Linked DNA regions of Mus musculus: all the other regions are linked to region 3. The links are chromatin contacts, called in public HiChIP or PLAC-seq and Micro-C maps. All regions are on one chromosome and are shown on one strand. The core of a region is the stretch at or near the end of the contact, and the rest is flanking DNA. Distances in the headings are between cores, read along the strand shown.

The links. A called contact is a pair of places that touch in the nucleus more often than the background predicts. HiChIP or PLAC-seq counts read pairs in DNA pulled down with a chosen protein or histone mark.
Region 1: an H3K27ac HiChIP or PLAC-seq map of embryonic fibroblasts shows a contact between it and region 3, with 11 read pairs. The contact joins the enhancer-like site here to the promoter of Gjb6 in region 3. A contact is called at or near these places in 9 of 39 promoter capture datasets (the 3T3-L1 cell line, the HPC-7 cell line, cranial neural crest and 4 more), 2 of 484 Hi-C or Micro-C datasets (bone marrow-derived macrophages and nephron progenitors), 10 of 115 datasets of contacts at active chromatin or transcription factors (T-cell acute lymphoblastic leukemia, acute myeloid leukemia, astrocytes and 4 more) and 3 of 9 other capture datasets (adipose tissue, embryonic stem cells and pancreatic islet).
Region 2: a contact with region 3 is called in a Micro-C map of embryonic stem cells, with 2.2 times the contacts expected there. The contact joins the enhancer-like site here to the promoter of Gjb6 in region 3. A contact is called at or near these places in 9 of 39 promoter capture datasets (the C10 cell line, cranial neural crest, embryonic stem cells and 2 more), 3 of 484 Hi-C or Micro-C datasets (the AML12 cell line, embryonic fibroblasts and embryonic stem cells), 7 of 115 datasets of contacts at active chromatin or transcription factors (bone marrow-derived macrophages, embryonic stem cells, forebrain and 4 more) and 3 of 9 other capture datasets (adipose tissue, liver and pancreatic islet).

Annotation. Positions count from the first base shown.
Region 1 is chr14:57,314,382-57,318,230 of GRCm38.p6, forward strand. The region is part of intron 3 of Cryl1 (crystallin, lambda 1); the gene reads right to left. Among named protein-coding and RNA genes, the nearest start is that of Gm23593, 17 kb to the right of the region's middle. Within about 2 kb of position 2,535, at least 77 of the 459 cell types and tissues checked have an H3K27ac peak or open chromatin away from gene starts, as enhancers often do. A contact at or near this core is called in astrocytes, embryonic fibroblasts, neural progenitor cells and 1 more, where this site is marked.
Region 2 is chr14:57,343,095-57,346,927 of GRCm38.p6, forward strand. All of the region lies in intron 3 of Cryl1 (crystallin, lambda 1), which reads right to left. Among named protein-coding and RNA genes, the nearest start is that of Gm23593, 12 kb to the left of the region's middle. Within about 2 kb of position 1,922, at least 30 of the 459 cell types and tissues checked have an H3K27ac peak or open chromatin away from gene starts, as enhancers often do. A contact at or near this core is called in embryonic stem cells, liver and pancreatic islet, where this site is marked.
Region 3 is chr14:57,131,477-57,135,606 of GRCm38.p6, forward strand. Gjb6 (gap junction protein, beta 6) reads right to left here and starts at 2,135. Exons shown (of 3, transcript NM_001010937.2): 1 at 1,710-2,135.

The DNA.
Region 1 (3,849 bases), core at 1,285-3,784, 180 kb after region 3:
GGGACCGCACTGAGGGTCACTCTTACCAAACCGGGTCCCTGTTCACCTGGGAGGCAAGGTACCCCCAACATCCCTTTATGACATTCACTTTCTCTTCACAATGGCCAAAGAGCCAACGATTGGAATCAACCAGATGTTCCTTAACTAGAAAAATCTCAAGCCCCTATCCCTGACCTGATACGGGTGGGACTGAGGTACCTGCAGTTTTCACAAGCATCCCGGAGATTCCTAAAGCTCAGAACCATTCTCAAGTTCAGCTCCAAAGAGCAATGTGACCTTTTTAAAGGAAAGAGTGGGTATGCCCCACATTTGGGATTCTACCAATGTCAGGATCCCCCCACCTCCTAGGTCAGTAGCATTTAACCTTCCTAACGCTGCAACCCTTTCATACAGCAACCCATGCTGTGGTGACCCCAACCATAAAATTATTTTGATTCTGTTATGAATCTTAATATAAATATCTGATATGCAGGATGTCTGTTTAGAACTGCTGTCCTAGCTGCTCACTGCCACCAACAGAGTCGTACTAGCATCTTGTTCACTTCTACAACGCTAATTGCCCAGCCAACTTCACTGGGACATTTCATTTATGTAACATTTAAGGGAATGAAAAGAACCCCAAAAGCCCAACTACAGAAACTCAGTGTCAAAGTGATATCAGAATAACTCCTCACAAATAAAAAATGTCAGCAAGCCTATAATCCCAGCATTTGGGACGTAGAGGCAGGAGGATCAAAATGGTCAAGGGTATTGTCTGCTGGAGAGTTTGAGATTGAACAGAGTCTCAGAAGAATATATAACTGACAGACAGATAGATAGATAGATAGATAGATAGATATACAGATACTCACAAGAAATAATAAACAAATAAAACAGAGGCTAGAGAGGTGGCTCCAAGGTCAATGACATTTGTTGCTCTTGCAGAGGACCTGGGCTCAGTTCCCAGCATCTACATGGTAGCTCATTGCCATCAGTAAGTCCAGTTCTGGGGCATTCAGTGCCCTCTTCTGGCTCCTGTGGGTACTAGGAACACACAGGTGCACAGATATGCACACAGCCAAAACACTCATCACAAAAAAATTAAAATTCTTAAAAAATATTCTTCTTAAAGTTTTATTCAAAAGGGAAGGGGTCCACACTGTGTGTGTGTTTAAACCTTTTAAAAGTATAATCGGGCCATATGAGCGTCACATCTCAAAGAGAACCAAAGAACAGAGTCATTTAAGAACTGTAAAGCCCATTGTGTTCTGTCCCCTTATCAAAAAAGGAAAAAGAGCCACAGTGGCTGGCCGTTCCCACTGAGTCCCTCCTGGATCACTTAAGTCTGTGAGGTTGGTTCAGTTTAAATGGAGCCTTGGAGTCAAGCCAGAGGTGAAGGCCGACTCAGAGATCCTGTGAGCCCCGAAAAGAATGGCCTCATTGTGCGCTGTCATGCAGATTCTCCTCTGAAATTCTATGCCTTTTCTCCAAATCGTTTGATCATGACAGAGGCAAGAAAACTTGAACCAGAGGAAACCCAAACCTGCTACAATTATGTAAGGGTTTCCAGTGGCCTGCTGGCTTGACATTTGGTTGCTCTTGCTGTGGTAGCCCAGTTGTGTGAGATGGATGGAGTCACAGACCTCAGGCTTCAAGCCATGTCAAACGCTGGGCTCAGCTCCCTGCTGTCCACAAAGGTAGCTCATTTTAGTCAGGACCTCAGACCCCAAAGGCTGCCGCCCTCCTTGCCCTGAAGGGTGTATAGATGGGTCAGATAGCTAAGGCAGAGGGGTGTGGCCACTCACTTGTCTCTCCTCCACACCCTCCTGCTTCTCCAGTCAGTCTGCCTTGGAGGGGTGCATTTCTATAAAAAGCTGCTTTGTGTGAAATACTTCAGTGGCTGCCATCACCACAGCAGGCAACCAGCTTGCCTCTGCCTAATTAAAGTCTGACCACATCTCCCTACAGAGCTGGTTTATATTGTTTGTTTGTTTGGATTTGCTTCGTTTTGAGGGAATGGGAATGAACGCCACATCTAACAAACGATCCGGTCACACACAACCAATACCGCAGGCGTGCCCAGATTTGGGCAGCAAAACCAAGCAATGAACACTTGGGAAGTAGATTATGACAAAACTTAATTGTTAATTAAGAATTCCTTTTTTTTTTTTTTTTTTTTTTGGTTTTTCGAGACAGGGTTTCTCTGTATAGCCCTGGCTGTCCTGGAACTCACTTTGTAGACCAGGCTGGCCTGGAACTCAGAAATCCGCCTGCCTCTGCCTCTCAAGTCCTGGGATTAAAGGCACGCACCACCACCAGCAGCAATTAAGAATTCTTAATGGCTGTCGAAATCAGCCTCCTTTTTTTTTTTTTTTTTTTTTTGGTCTGAGGCAGTAGTCAAGGCTGACCTCCCACTCGATATGTAACAAAGGCTGATGTGAAACTCTAGCAGCTCCTGACCTCCCACTTCCTCCCCTCCCCCTCCCCCTCAGGCTTATGCAGCATTAGGGATCTAATTCAGGGCCTGACAATTGAGTCACATCCCTGTCCAACTCTCACTAGCCTCCAGACCCAGACATTAGATGAGGCTAACCGTCAACACTGCTGCTTTTGCCCCTTCCCTTCTCAAACAGAGGAAACTGAATGATGGAGTTATGAGTATACTTTTTTTTAACTACAACGTTTATAAAAGTAAATGTCAGGCAAATGGCAGTGTCTGGTCGGCAGTTAAAGCTACCCGGATGGTTGAGAGCTTTCAGGGCTGTACTTGGGTGAATCTGCGCAGTGGCAGTCGGTCAGCTCACTGGGCTGGTTCCCAGAGAGGGCACAAGTACCTGCTTTTCAAGTCCTGCCTGCTGGCCACAGGACACGCAGTCCCACAGACGGTTGCCATGAAAGGCAAAGATGAGGTTTTGCTGAGTTTTGATTTTTTTTTAATGGCTCCCACCCCACCCTGCCTCACCCAGTCACCCCACACAATTTAAATAGCATCCTGTGACTCATGTAAAATATGTGGATGAAAACTTCAATGTGCTTTCCAAGAAAACCCACATATGACTGTAGTGCCTGAAGTATTTTACACACAACGTGGTTCTAGGAGCGGGTTTGACTGTGGAGGAAGCCGACTGGGAAGGCCAGGGAGACACTCTTGGGCTGGAGGGGAGCAGAATTCAGACAGCGCAGGCAGACTGTGAGGCCCTCTCACCTTGTCATCACCGCCTCTACTTTCTCCTCAGTGTCTTCCCCAAGAGCGCAGCCTTTACAAGCTATCATCAGGCTGCCACTCCTGAGGAGATAGACAGGAAAAGGGAGAGAGGAAGAGGAGGAGAGTCCTGCTCCGGAGGAAGTGGTGTCAAAAGGAAAAGATGTTCATTTTCAACACCAACCTCTCAGCCAAATGAATGGTACTCTGCCCAAACCAGGAGCTCATTTACCCCTGAACATCAAATTAAAGTGTTTTTGGTTGCTTGGTTTTGAGGGTATTAAAGGTGCTCACTCTGCTAGCCTAGAAGTTCCTGCAATGATCCAAAACAAACTACACCCAGAGATTTTCCCAAGGGAAACAGCAGAGCAGAGCCTCCTGGGCAGGCGGGAGGTGGGGGAGGGCAGCTGGGAGAGAGGGTGAGAGGTCAGTTCCCTGAGCTTAGGTGTTCTGCTTATAGAGATTAATGCTGTCTGTTCGAAAATGCAGTCCTGCCTCCGGTGACCTCACAGCACCTCAGAAACAAATGTGGTTCAGCGCCATCCCTCTGAGTACCTTCTCCCATCCTCATTCCAGGGATACTTCTGTACCTTTTATGAGATCATTTATTTAGAATTTAAATGCTTGACATGAAAAAAATAATAGAATAAAAACAGTTCACTTACATC
Region 2 (3,833 bases), core at 672-3,171, 210 kb after region 3:
AAGATCATGCAGAACTGGTGCTACGTGGCCATGGACTGAAGAGTCAGCAGACAGAGTACACAGGTCAAGCCTCAGAGTGGCCAGTTGGCACTTGCTCTCTGCTGTCTGAGCCTCCGGACTAGCCTTAAGCTGGAAGCATTCAGAGAGTCCTGGGTTTCTCAGAGAGCCGCCTGGAGCCATGGAGGACAGAATCAAAGGCCACCAGGAAGCAAAGATCGTATCTGGATGTCAAGGCCCTGAGTCTAGGCCTGACTTCTAAATATAGCACTGTGGGCTCTGTGACAAAGTGACAAGCATGCCACCAGAAACCCTGGTTACAGGGCTGCTAGAAGCTCCCGTGAAATAATTAACGCAGAGGTTGGAAGAAGAAGAAAGGCATACGAGGGCGGCATGTGAGGTAGCTGTCTTGAGGTAATTGTTATTTCGTTTCTCATTTTATCACTGTTTAGTCAGCAGAACAATGACTCCCACATAGTCTAATGTCTTCTCAGGAAAGTACCACAACCAGGTTCATTGTTTGTAAGAAAGAGAGACACTTCTTGCCACTCACTCACAGGGACTCTAATGAAAGGCCCCGCTCCGTTTCCGTGCGCGAGTTTCTTAATCTCTAGGGAAGGGATTCCCTGCCTGTGGGTTGGGGAAGACATCAACAAAAGCATCCAGCACAAAGAGGATCGCACCATAAATGGTCCTGACGACAGTCGGATGTGACAGTTGCTATCAGAAACTATCCCAGTTAAGGACTGAGACAGACAATAGAGTTTAGGGAGTTGCTTTTTTTCTTTTAATTTGGTGTTTTGTTTTGTTAAGACAGTGTCTCAGTCTGTAGCCCTGACTAGCTTACCATATGGCCCAGGATGACTCTGAATTTAAGATCTTCCTACCTCAGCCTCCCAAGTGTAGGCTGATAGGCACACACAGCCATGCGTGGCATAATAGAATTATTAGAAACTGATGGTATTTTCTACTTCCACCTTCTGCCATAACTGTGTCTATTCAAGTCCTCATGCATGGTGATTCGGGGCTCAGCTGAGGATCCAAGAGCGATTACGTGGTGCCCATGATCCCTGCTTTCTTCAGCTGCAGGGGCAACAGTGAACTCCTCTAGGATGGCTAAGTTACAAAGACAGTTCACATTCCACCATTGATTAATGAAAGCAGAAGGGTTAGGGGAGACAAAGTTCTGTGGTCCGCAGTTTGACCCAGCCCTGGGAACAATACACACCATCGATGCATGGAAGGAATCCTCATTTGCGTAAGTGACTATAACTAGGAATTTTTTTACAACTAAAACATGTATCTCAAGGTTTAGCTTGAGGAAGGAAAAGGAAAAACAGGAAAACTTAGGAGGAATTGAGTGTTCCTGGCCCTTTTCCTACACCAGTACCACCCTTGTTCCCCCAGCCCCAGATGAAATTTTATTTTTCAGTTCCCAGCAACTTCAGATTAGGCTACTGTTGAGTTCAGACAATAAAACCCAAAGTACAGTGCCTTGACATGCTGAGTACATTCAATTAAAGGAATTAAATTAACTAAAGGAATTGAAGGACTTAAAGCTGCTCTCAATAGAATTCGTCCCAACCTTCCACCAAGCGCAGGGAGATTTCTCTGAAGTTCCCTGTACACACGGCATTGCCCACCGAGGGCAAGGAGAAGGCAGGGCTCATCCAGGACAGTCTCAGTGACTTGTGTCCCAGGTGTGAGCGACCAACTGTCATGGCTTCTGAGAGATAGGAAGACAGCACAACCACTCAAAAAAGGGAAGCCGCCAACTGAAAGAAGTCTTTTTGGTCCCACCCACCCACAGCATTTCAGTCTGCGGACATCAACTTTCAAATGAAAATAAACAGCCAGAGCGGTGCAGAGTCAGCAGATACAGTCCCCGGGGGGCTAAAACAACAGGGTGAGTGGCAGGAAGCCTAAGGGCCAGGAAAACCAAACAAACAAAGATGGACGACTTCTCACGAGCCACCCAAACTCCAGAGTCCGGCGGTTCCTGTATCGGCCCAGCACGGAGGTCTGCCCCAGGTCTCTTATCAATATTAAGCCGCTGGCAAGAGTTCCTCGTCTTCCTTTTAAACAGGCAGAGTCCCTGTTGTGTTCAGCACAGAACACGGGATCTAAAGGACTTGGCAAACGGCAGCCACACAGCGAGAACCGTGAATGCGAACACTTAGGGAAAAATACACGGAGGCAAATGTGGCACTGGTTAAATCCCTCCATGTTTGTGCAGCTTTAACTACCAGTGCCTCCAGACAGAGTGCTTACGTAGCAGCACGCATGAGGCCCTAGGATTGGTCTTCAGCATTGAATATATGTGTGTGTGTGTGTGTGTGTGTGTGTGTGTGTGCACGCGCGTGCGCACTTGCAGAAGCATGGTGTGACCACCCTTGCTGGCATCCTGTGTGTTCTAGCCTGATGATAAAATCAACTATTTTCCTGAATTTGTTTATTCCATATAACATACTTTTATTTAAAAAAAAAAAAATAGATGCCTATTCACTTTTACCTTAAGCATTAGCTGAACAACCTATAATCTGTAGACCATAATGAATATGATATAACTAGCACAAAGTCAAAACCCCACACCAGAAATTCACTGTTCTATCCTTCTAAAAACGTTCTGTGGGATCTTTTCAGAGATTTGGACTTTCTGTTGTAAACTCAGAGGACAGCAAGGTCATTAGGCTTGTTTCTATTTTAGTTTTGTTTTTGATACACAGCCCTACTGTGTAGAGCAGGCTGACCTCAAAATGGTGATCCTCCAACCTTAGCTTCCCAAGTGCTGGGATTACAGATATGTGTGAGCAAATTAAGCAAGCAAGTAAGAATATCAATGTTGGGTTGAGTGTGGTGGTACACACCTGTAATATCAGCACTTGGGATGTAGAAACACGAGGATCAGGAGTTCAAGGTCAGCCTCAGGTATATAACAAGTTTGAGGACTACCTGGCCTACATGAGACTCTGTTGAGGAGGGGAGGGGAGGGGAAGGGGAAGGGGGAGGGGAAGAGGCAATGTTGGGACAGTGTCTTATTTAATCCATTTAGAAAGCAGTATGTACAATACTGGAAAACTTGAAATCCAGCCACACTAATAGATTGCTCCTAAAAAGGAGGGAGGGATCAGGAGAAATGGATCAGTGGTTAGGAGCACTTGCTCTTGCAGGGGATCCCAGTTGGGGTCCCAGTACTGGCATGGTGGCTCACAACTATCCATGCTTCCAGTTCCAGGGGATCTGGTGCCCTCTTCTGGCCTCCATGCGTGCAGGCAAACACTGATCCACATAAAATAAATACAATCTTTAACAATAAAAATTTGGGCTCAAGAGATGGCGCAGCAGTTAAGAGCACTGGTTGCTCTTACAGAGGACCCTGTTTCGTTTCCCAGCACCCAGATGGTTGCTCACAGCCATCTGTAATCCAGAGGGTCTGATGCCCTCTTCTGGCTTCCTTCAGCAGAAGGCACGCACATGGTATGACTACATACATGCAAGCAAAGCATACATACACATACAATAAAAACAAAAGAAATAATTTTAAAAGGAGGAGAGGAAGATAAAATATTATCCAACAATGTGTATCAAGAGCCAGTCAGGCAAGAATGTTCATCCAGAAATTCTGTTTTTAATGAAATTCCCTTTTAAACAGTAACTAGCAGGATGCTGTGGGGAGATAACAAGGCAAGTGTGATTGCTTGAAGCACAGTACTGGTCTGGTCTGGTCTGGTCTGGTCTGGTCTGATTTGGTTTGGTTGTTGTTAGGAATCAGAGGAACTGGGAATCAAACCCAGGGTGTCACCCACAATAGGCAAACTCTCTCCCTCTGAGCTGCA
Region 3 (4,130 bases), core at 885-3,384:
GACCTTTGCTGTGCCTTTACATAGAAGAATGGGCAAGCCACAAAACTGTGTTTCTTCTTCCACTGAGCTCCAAACGACAATTAATTTCAACATCCCTTCCCTAGGCCCTTCTTAGCAGCTGCCTGTTCCAAGCAAGGCTCTCTCCTCTCCAAACACTTCCTTTAGGTTCAATTACAATTAAATAACTCTGAAAGAGGCAGGGGAGGCTCCTGGGGCCCAGTTCCACCCTCCCAGATCAAGCAACAGCTCCTGAAAATCCTGCCTAGGACAGTGTAAGATTATGGCCCCCGGGACCAAGAAACTTCAGTTACAAACAATCTTCCCATGATTGTATCCCACCTAACCAATGCACACAAACCTAGACTCTGGAATTTTCAGACTGAGGATGTACAAGTCTGAGCTTTCTTTCTATTGATAAAATCGTTGAAAGACCCTACCCAACTCTTCTCCGTATCTCACACGCCAAGAGAGAAAACAGAAATAGAGAACAAAGTCACCATGGGAATTTACCTTTCAATAACAGCCACCAGTGTGACCTGGGTTGGTGGATCAGTCTTGTGGGTCTCAAGTCCCCCTGTGAGGTGAACAGGAACCCTTCGCACCCCCAGTTATGTGACAGCAGGCTTTTTCCATCACCTCCCCCCTTTCTTGGCAGAGTTCAGACAGCACCCCCCCCCCCCCCAAAAGACTCTGCTGAATCCAAAGAGCTGACAAAGCTCTCCACAGGGGCCGTTCTGAGCAGCATCCTGCAGTTCTAAGGAAACTGCATCAGGACAGGACGTTTTTCTTCTAGAACACTGCTTGGATTCTGTTAGAACTGGGGCAAAGAAAACATAGCATCTACTTGAAAGAAAACAAGACTGCAGCGTTAAACTTAATCAGGCTCGAACGGACTAAAGTCTCCTGGTTGGTGTCCCTTACCGCGGCTGCAGGTCCACGGACTTTCCAGTGTCCATAGCTGTATGAAGGCCACATTCTCTGAGACCGGAGGCCTGGTCCCCAGGAATAGAAGGGAGCCCAAGTTTGCAAAACCCAGGCTGCTAACACCTGGAACTAGGCTCATTCAGGAAGTATTATCCGCGTCTGAACTTTTTAATTCGACATGTCACCAATTACTTTTAATTACTATTGTGCACTATACTGTCATCTTCGTTTCATAAGTTCCAGAGTCTTAATCATGCAGCCTGAATGGGCATTTCTCTCCAAGTCGCAGGGTTTGACTGACCATAAACATCATTCCTTGCTGTGCTTTTCTGCCCGCTCCCCAAATCGATGACAGCCCCAAACCAGCAAAGGAAATGAGAAAAGGGACTTAATCCGGACTCTAGTCACTTTAAACAGCCTGGTGTGTTTATAAAACCTGTCGTGCAAGTCAGAGGGGCATGGTGCATGCAGAAGTCAAACTAGTCCATCCCAGTTCCTACTGCAGGGCACGAGGGAGGGGGCGGCGCGGGTGACAACCACCCTGCCGCGGTTCCAGTTCCCGGTGGGCTCGCAAAGGCGGGATGCCGATGGGAGGCAGATAAGGATGCTGGCAAACCCCCGCCTCCCCCCCCCCCACCCCCCGCATGGTCAAGACTGTCTGTAACCGCCGGGCCGCCTGGAGATACTTGCCACCCCCTCGTCCCACAAATCTGGCGAGAAAGGGAACAGACCACTTCCTTTACCTGCCCGGGTTTCTCGGAGGAAATGCTCCCACTCGCGCTTACCTGCTCGGTGGGAGCCGGCTCCAGGCTCGCAGCGGCACTCAGAGCTCCTACCCTGAGCGTAGGTTGGATCAGGCGCCGGCGGTTCACAGCGGGAATGGAATCGGGGACAGTGCGGGTGGAGCCCCGGTTTCCACCTGTGGCTTCTTTTAACCGCGCCCCCACCCCGCCTCTGCCTGACGCCGCACGGGAGGGCTGCGGGAGAGGAGCGCGGGCACTCGACGCGCCTTCTGTGGTGCGCACCGCCCTCTCTCCGGGACAGAGGAGCGGGGCGGGTCCCCTTCTGTGGAGCAAGGGGCAGGGGACCTTCCCTGTTAGGGCCAGGTCTTAGTGGTACTATATTAGGGCACTCGTTGGGATCCTTCTTCTGAAGCCAGGGACCACTGCGAGTGTCCCCTAGGAGAGACTCCAGGTGTAGGCTGGTCTTCCCTTGGGTTGGGGACAGAAGGCTTGTCCCTTCTTGTGGATGTGGGTGGAGCGTGGACCGCGATGGGCAAGCTCAGCCAGATCCCATCAAGGACAGGGAAAAGTTGCCCGCTGGGGCCTTGCTGGGGCTGGACACTGGAGGGCCCTTAATGAAGTGAGGGCTATCCAGAGTACGGGGAACAGGCTTGTGGACCCAGCTAGTAGTGAGTCTCTCCTGTTGGTCATCCTGGTAGGAAGACAACTGGTTTGTTTTCATCCTTTCTAGACCCTTTGGGCACCCTCTCCTCTAGAGCAGCCTGGAGGTTCTTTATTCCTTAATGACCACTTAGGAGTCTCAAAGGTTTGTTTTTATTAGTCATCTGAATCCCTTCCTGCATTGTCCAGGGAAGGGGAGTGGACTTCCATCTTGAGAGATCCCACTGTGTCTGCTGTCACATCAAGGGCAGGGTAAGGTCAAGGCAAGCATAGAGGGTGGTACAGGGGGTCCTGGGCTGGAAATGTTGGAAGCCATGTAAGGACCTAGTTTTACAGGGCCTGCCCTGTGCTACTTCAGACAAGACTTGTAACATGTGTAACTTGGTTATTTTACAAAATTGGCTGGCAGGTATGTTCTTACCTGTTGGGTCATATTCTCACTTTAGCTACATTCTACCTGTTGGTTCACGTTCTCTCACAAAACGAGAGTAATAGTGCTTCCTAAAATGTCTCTCCCAGGTCATGGAGGTTGAGTCAACGCTTTATAAAAACCCACCTTAATAAAATACTTGAACCAGAGTTCTCGGAATTGGACCCGAATCATGAAAATTTGGAGCATACAGATGGTCTCTAGAATGACCTTGAACCCAGGGATGGAGACAAAAACAAGGCCGCTGTAGGCTACCCTGGTGTCCCTCCCTGCCTCCCACAGTCTGACTACAACACGTTCTTAGTTCCTTCTCCACCTCACCTGAAAGCACACATGATCCAGTCAGGCTCACGTGTGGTCATTTTCCCCCTGAGCAGATTGTAAACTTCTTTGGGGATCATCAATATATTTTTAAGTTTTAAGTTCTTGCTTTCTTCATTCCTACAGTAATGGTCACTTTGCACATAGTAGGCATGGATCCACAAGGATCTGTGCATTGCTTAACAGAGCTGAACCAGCACAGCAGATAATCCCGAAGGACAACTCTTGCTTCTTCCTATAGAATAAATATTACCCCGGTTCTGGCTCCTTGTACAGCAGTACCAGGGCAAGCAGGTGGAAGATGCCCCAGGACCACACAGGACAGAAGTCAGAAGAAAGAGCCCGGAGGATTGCCTTATCACACAGGTGTCCAAAGAGGAGCACACTTGACACAGAAAATCACGTCCTTCTTGCTCACATCCTCTGTGCCAGTGCAGAGGCCTTTGATCTTTTCACATACTTCTAGGCACCTTTAGTGGTCAGTGTTCTTCTCTTCTTGTCAGGCAGGTTTATTGCAGCAATTAATGGAGACTTGGTGAGCTTACTGATCTGGAAACTGAAGTCAGTTAAACATCATGTGGGAAGGCTACAAAGATGCCCAGAGTAGGGGCGGACCCGGTGGCTTTGTGTGTCAGACATGAAAACATTCAGGGGACAAATCTACCGTCTCAAAGCATCAGACCACCCTGAGACAGACCCTTGTAGACTTGGTTGGCAACCAGAACTAACCTGAATAATGCCTTCCCTCTGCTTTGCCATTGTGAGTTCTAAGGCCCCAAATTTAACCGGCACGAGATGTGTGAAGTGTGGATTCCGAAATACGAGACAAGAGGAGGTGAGCACAAGAGGCTCGTGAGAACATTTCTGCCCTCTTGTTCCTTTGCAAAAGGAGGGGAGGAGACTCTTCACTACCCCTGCCTGGCAGCTGGTGCATAGAAGGGAGAGAGCCCTGCCCCAATGCTCACATTGTCACTGTCCAGTCTGGAAACGCAGAACCAGACTGCGTTTGTCACTGGCGTAGTTCTCCATGCCAGGAAGACAAGAAAATGTGT